Regions from separate parts of the Pan troglodytes genome. Here region 2 is linked to region 1. The links are chromatin contacts, called in public Hi-C maps. All regions are on one chromosome and are shown on one strand. The core of a region is the stretch at or near the end of the contact, and the rest is flanking DNA. Distances in the headings are between cores, read along the strand shown.

Evidence for each region. Hi-C and Micro-C count contacts between places; a contact is called where the count stands out from the background.
Region 2: a Hi-C map of stem cell-derived neural progenitor cells shows a contact between it and region 1, with 3 times the contacts expected there. The contact joins the promoter of SKA3 here to the enhancer-like site in region 1. A contact is called at or near these places in 1 of 7 Hi-C or Micro-C datasets (stem cell-derived neural progenitor cells) and 1 of 1 datasets of contacts at active chromatin or transcription factors (stem cell-derived excitatory neurons).

The regions. Positions count from the first base shown.
Region 1 is chr14:20,152,111-20,155,355 of NHGRI_mPanTro3-v2.0_pri, reverse strand. LOC134808207 (a long non-coding RNA gene) reads left to right here. Exons shown (of 6, transcript XR_010150754.1): 3 at 2,861-3,130; 4 at 3,227-3,245. Among named protein-coding and RNA genes, the nearest start is that of XPO4, 40 kb to the right of the region's middle. Within about 2 kb of position 1,690, at least 2 of the 24 cell types and tissues checked have an H3K27ac peak or open chromatin away from gene starts, as enhancers often do. A contact at or near this core is called in stem cell-derived neural progenitor cells, where this site is marked.
Region 2 is chr14:20,386,139-20,389,193 of NHGRI_mPanTro3-v2.0_pri, reverse strand. SKA3 (spindle and kinetochore associated complex subunit 3) reads left to right here and starts at 1,677. Exons shown (of 9, transcript XM_009426703.4): 1 at 1,677-2,806. The coding sequence starts at 1,984.

The sequences.
Region 1 (3,245 bases), core at 441-2,940:
AGGAGAGATATCTTCTCTCCCTTCCTCTGTTCCTTCATTAAATATATTTTGTGTACCTGCTGTGTGCCAGACACTGTACTGTGTATTGGGGATACCCGTGAAGAAGGTGGACATGCTTCCTTCTGCCCAGGACTCACAGGAGGGGAAAGCATTTAGAAAATTATAATACAATAGTCTCAAAGGTATGATGGAGAAGTGGAGGAAGCTGCTGCTGGAGCACCCAGGAGAGGACGCGATCCAGACTGGGGAGGTCATGGAAGGCGCCCAGTGGAAGTGATGCCTACCTGAAACCTACTATTAGGCAGCAGAGGCCAGAGAAGGGGCACACATGGTGTGGGGGATGTCGCCATATGTCTGGAGCTTCACAGTGCCTGAAGAAGATTTGAGGCTGGAGGCACAGGCAGGGCCCAGGTAGCGAAGGGCCGTATGAGTCTTATTAAGGAAACTGGGCAAGATTAACCAAAGTTGGTTATCTGTTGCTTGCAGCTAAAGAACTCAACCAGACTGAAATAGAATCACAGAATCATGTATTTCGAGTCTCGCAAGGAACTCCAGAGACAATCTGATTTGGAAACAAACCTCTGGGCAGTTAAGGATTATCAGCTCTCTCTTGTAAGTGGGGTGGATCACTCAGGTTAGGAAACAGAAGTAGCCCCACAGTGTCACAGTGAATATGTGCTAGAGTGAAAACACCCACACCTCCTGTCTCTCAGGGTGGAGGGGCGCATTCCCCACCACCTCTTTGTTTATCCCACGTGGTTTCTAGTATAACACCTTGCTTTGAGAGGGAACCATTTTAGTAGAGACAATAATACCCAATTTAAGCATATCAGTTAAAAACAATGAGAAGGAAAAAGCTACATTAGCTGGTAAGAGAGTGAAGGTGCCATATAGTACTTCTTCCAGTATTCAGATCAACTCTTTTAGATTTTTTTTACCAACCTCCTATGTTAAATATACTTCTTTTTTTTTTTTGAGACGGAGTCTCACTCTTTCGCCCAGGCTGGAGTGCGGTGGAGCAATCTCGACTCACTGCAACCTCCGCCTCCCGAGTTCAAGCAATTCTCTGCCTCAGCCTCCTGAGCAGCTGGGATTACAGGTACCTGCTGCCATGCCCGGCTAATTTTTGTATTTTTAGTGGAGACGGGGGTTTCACCATCTTGGCTGTGCTGGTCTCGAACTCCTGACCTCGTGTTAGACCCGCCTCGGCCTCCCAAAGTGCTGGGATTACAGGCGTGAGCCATCACGCACTGCCAGTTCTATTCTTTCTTAACTTCCCTTTTCCTTGAAATAATCCTCCCCTTACCCAACTGACTCTTTTCTCCTCTTTTTTTTTTTTTTTGTTGTTGTTGTTGTTGAGATGGAGTCTTCCTCTGTCGCCCAGGCTGGAGTGCAGTGGCATGATCTCGGCTCACTGCTACCCCTGCCTTTGAGGTTCAAGCAGCTCTCCTGCCTCAGCCTCCCAAGTAGCTGGGATTACACGTGCCCGCCATTATGCCCGGCTAATTTTTGTATTTTTAGTAGAGACGGAGTTTTGCCAGGTTGGCCAGGCTGGTCTCGAACTCCTGACCTCAGTTGATCCGCCTGCGTCGGCCTCCCACAACTGACTCTTTTCTTATGTTGAACAAAGTAAAGTTTCCCTGAGTGCCCTGAGCAGCTAGGGCGCCATCAAGGAATGAAGCGTCCTGAATGGATCCTTCTAGAAAAGGCTGGGGGTGGGAGCCACCTGGTGGCCAAAGCTGTGCAGACCACAGCTGTGTAATGAGGCAAGTTGGTTTAAAAAAGGAACAGGCTGCAGAGCCGAAGTATTTGTCAAAGTAATAAAAACGTTTAAATGAGTCATTTGGTTTATAGCAACTCCTAGGAAACGCTTTTCCAAACAATTTAGTCTGTTGAGCGCACACAGTACTGGTTTCCGCTAGAGTCTTGTTCATATAATTGAGAAATTCGCAACTTAGACTTGAGCAGCAGTTCTCAAAGTGTGGTCTGTGGACTTCAGGGGCACACGAAGTCCCCCTTTTCAATTGTATACCTGGGGGGTGCTGGACTTCCCCATCTACTTCAAACAAAACATATGGTAACAGGTCAAATGTGGAAGCAGAAATAAAAACTCCACCATCTGCGACCGGATGCGATGGCTCACGCCTGTAATCTCAGCCTTTTGGGAGGCCGAGGTGGGCAGATCACTCGAGGTCAGGAGTTCAAGAGCAGCCTGGCCAACAATGGTGAAACCCCGTCTCGACGAAAAATACAAAAAAATAGCTGGGCATGGTGGCGCATGCCTATAAATCCCAGCTACTCGGAAGCCTGAGGCGCGAGAATCGCATGAACCCGGGAGGCAGAGGTCACAGTGAGCTGAGATTGCACCACTGCACTCCAGTCTGGGCAACAGAGTGAGACAATGTCTCAAAAAAAAAAAAAAAAAGAGAATTCCACTATCTGATATTAAACCCGCTATTCAAGAGGTTTGCAAAATGTAAACCAATGCCACTGATGCCACTAACTTTTATTTTGGGAAATATAGTTATTTTGCATAAAACACATTATTTGTGTTAACATGTAATTGGTTTATAATGGCCACTTTTCCATTTATAAATATTCTTTAATTTTTTCCATTTTAATTTTTAATGTGATAAATATTGATAGATAGATATGGATATAGATATACCTCCTTTCTGTCCCCTCACTTCATATACATGAATTTGTCTGAAGTTCTCAATAATTTTTAAGAGTATAAAGGGATCCTAAGCTCAAAAAGTGCTAGAACCACTGGACTAGAGCAATGTGTCAGCTGAGCATTAAAAACAGTACAGAATTTGACATTCCCCTGGAGGGGTTACTGTGTGATGATTTGAATCAGATACACTTGCAGATGTGTTTCCATCAACCTCTGTATTGAAGGCCCAGTTATCTCTACTTACCTTGTTGCTCGTGTAAACACCTCTTAAGTACCACTTAAACACCACTCCAAATCTTTGGACACCCTTGGACGCTTGCTCCACCCTGCTGCCACTGCAGAAACCAGCTGTCTGTGGACACTGCCAGCTCCATGTGGCATCCCAAATGGCACCCACCTCACAGGACCCCTGGCCTCTATGCTTGAGAAACCCACAGTAAGTCAGAGAAAAAAGTAAGTGCAGAGAAATTGAAGCCTGTGGGGCAAATCTTCGACCAATGAGCTTAGGAGCAAGCAGATAACGTTTTTTTCCTCTCCTGCCTGACACAGTGTGCTGAGATCCAGGCCC
Region 2 (3,055 bases), core at 428-2,927, 230 kb before region 1:
AACCGTATAGAGTGCTGTATACTGTGTCACCAAATGCATATTGTATAGGGTACTGTATTACACTGCTATATACAGTATGTATTTAGAAACACAAAGTTTTTGACTATTTTTATTATATTCTGAAAGCAAACATCTTCAACTGGTAAATTACATGGTATATTAAATTATTTTCAAAAAAGATATTTTTATTTATATTATTATATGTATTTTTTGAGATGGTGTCTCACTCCCACCATGCAGGCTGGAGAGCAGTGGCACGATCTCAGCTCACTGCAACCTCCACCACCTGGGTTCAAGCAATTCTCCTTCCTCAGCCTTCCCAGTGGCTAGGATTACAGGCATGCATGACCAAGCCTGGCTAAATTTTTTTTGCTAATTTTTATATTTTTAGTAGAGATGGGGTTTCACCATATTGGCCAGGCTGGTCTCGAACTCCTGACCTTGTGATCCGCCCACCTTGGCCTCCCAAAGTGCTGGGATTACAGGCGTAAGCCACCACGCCCGGCTAATTTTTGTATTTTTAGTAGAGATGGAGTTTCGCCATGTTGGCCAGGCTGGTCTGGAACTCCTGATCTCAGGTGATCCTTCTGCCTAAGCCTCCCAAAGTGATGGGATTACAGAAGTGAGCCACCGTGTGGGCCTCAGCCATACAACTTTGACAAAGTTCTTTGTGTGTCTTCCCAGTCAATCCTGGTTTCTCCTTTATTCCTGTTCCCACAGACGCAATTCTGATTTTTTTTCCCCACCTAAATTTTCTTTTTCTGTCGCCCAGGCTGGAGTGCAGTGACACAATCTCGACTTACTGCAGCCTCCACCTCCTGGGTGCAAGCCATTCTCCTGCCTCAGCCTCCTGAGTAGCTGGGATTACAGGCCTCACCACTGCACCCGGCTAATTTTATGTATTTTCAGTGGAGACAGGGTTTCACCATGTTGGTTGGGCTGGTCTTGAACTCCTGGCCTCAAGTGATCTGCCCGCCTCAGCCTCCCAAAGTGCTGGGATTACAGGCGTGAGCCATCCCGCCTGGCCATATATTATTGTTATTTTAGATAGGGTCTCGCTATGTTGCCCAAGCTGGACTCAAGCAATATTCCTGAATAGCTGGGACTACATGCAAGCACCACAGCACCCTGCCAAAATAGCTAAAAAATACACCTTCCTTAACAGTTCTGATAAATATCTTTTACTTCGTTTATTTTTCTTTTTTGAGATGCAGTCTCCCAGGCTGGAGTGCAGCGGCATGCTCTCGGCTCACTGCAACCTCCGCTTCATTGCAACCTCTGCCTCTGAGGTTCAGGCGATCCTCCCACCTCAGCGTCCCAAGTAGCTGGGATTGCAAGCCTGCACCAACATACCCAGCTAATTTTTTTTGTATTAGTAGAGACGGGTTTTATCACCTTGGCCAGGCTGGTCTTGAACTCCTGACCTCAAGTGATCCGCCCGCCTTGGCCTCCCAAAGTGTTGGGATTACAGGCGTGAGCCACCGCACCCGGCCTCTTTTACTTCGCTTAAATGTCCAATTTTAGTAGTAAAATCCCGGAAAATGTTTTTAGGAGTATGTTTAACTGAAAAGCTCATATTTTCTTTCATTTTTGGGCAATTCTTAAGGTAAGCAAACTAATGTTGCATGATAAAGCCCCCATCAAGTATCTCATACTTAAGCAAAGACCTCAAATCATTGTGGCTTTATTGCAGCTTTCCTTCAAAATATCATCTGTGACTGAGGAAATCCCTATCTTCCTATCAGACTAATGAAACCACAGGACAGCAATTAGACTTTTAAGTATTGGGTGGTTTAGAGCCCTAGATATTCTATATGCAGACTACTCATGTTTGTTTGTTTTAATAAAGACTGGTCCAAAGGCTCATTTTCACAGAAGCTACTGTTTTTCAGTTCCAGGACCAGGTAAAGATGGGCAGCTCCGTGATCCATAAAATCCAAGGGTGACGACTCAGGATTAGGACCATTTCTTGGTGACATTGAGATGGTCGAGCTGGTCCGCAATGAATCTATGCGGGGGGAACTTGGAAGTGGCGGCCGCCTTTATGGCCTCGAAGGCCTCCCTCCTGCGCACCGCCGCGTGGCCGCGCTCCTGCTCCCGGGTCATGTAGGGCATGCTCAGCCAGTAATGGTTCTCCGCCTCGATCTCCAGGCGGCGGATCATGTTCTGCTTGGCGCGCAACGACACGAACCGCGGCCGCCGGTGCTTCCCGATCCACTGACGGCCGGGAATGCGGCCGCGGTAGAGGAGCGCAGTCAGGAACATGGTGCCTGCGGAAGAGAGGGACGCGCTTTGAGGAGGCGAACTGGCGCGGCCGGACCTGGAGAGAGCAGCGGGCGCGCGCTCCAGCTCACGCCTACGGGAGTTCCCCACCGCCTCCCCTCCAGAGAAGCGGGGAGCCCAGGTAAGGCCAGCAGGCGAAGAAGGCGCTTCCTAGAGAACCGAATTCGCAGAGCTACTCACCAGCCGCGCTGCTCAAGACTCTGCGTCTCCGCGGCCGCCGGCAGACGCTGTGGCGTAAGCGCACCCGTCTCGCGGGGTCTCCTGGGGCCTCGGCGAGAGACTTCGGCTCTCGCGAGAGAGGACTGCGCCTGCGCAGAGCCGAGGACGCGTCCGGCGCCCAGATTCAAACTAGTGGCGGGAGGCTGTGAGCTGAGCGGTGGGGTCTGCGTACGCCTGGAGTCCTTCCCCGCTGTGCTCAGCATGGACCCTATCCGGAGCTTCTGCGGGAAGCTGCGGTCTCTGGCCAGCACGCTGGACTGCGAGACGGCCCGGCTGCAGCGAGCGCTGGACGGAGAGGAAAGCGGTGCGTGAGGCGGGCGGCCAGGGCACGGTGCGTGGGGTGCGCCGCGGGCGGAGGGGCGTGGCGAGTGGACGGTATGTCCCACGGGAACCGCCAGGCACTGACGGCGTGGACGGCTGCCACCGAGGCGCAGGGCGGGTGCTGCGCGTCTCAATGCTCGGCGTTTGGCGTTAGCGTAGCTCCCGGGCCTGTTTATGGTTTATTCCTAGGAACCCTTGTCGCGTGTCCGTTTTAGACCCATGTACAACCCCA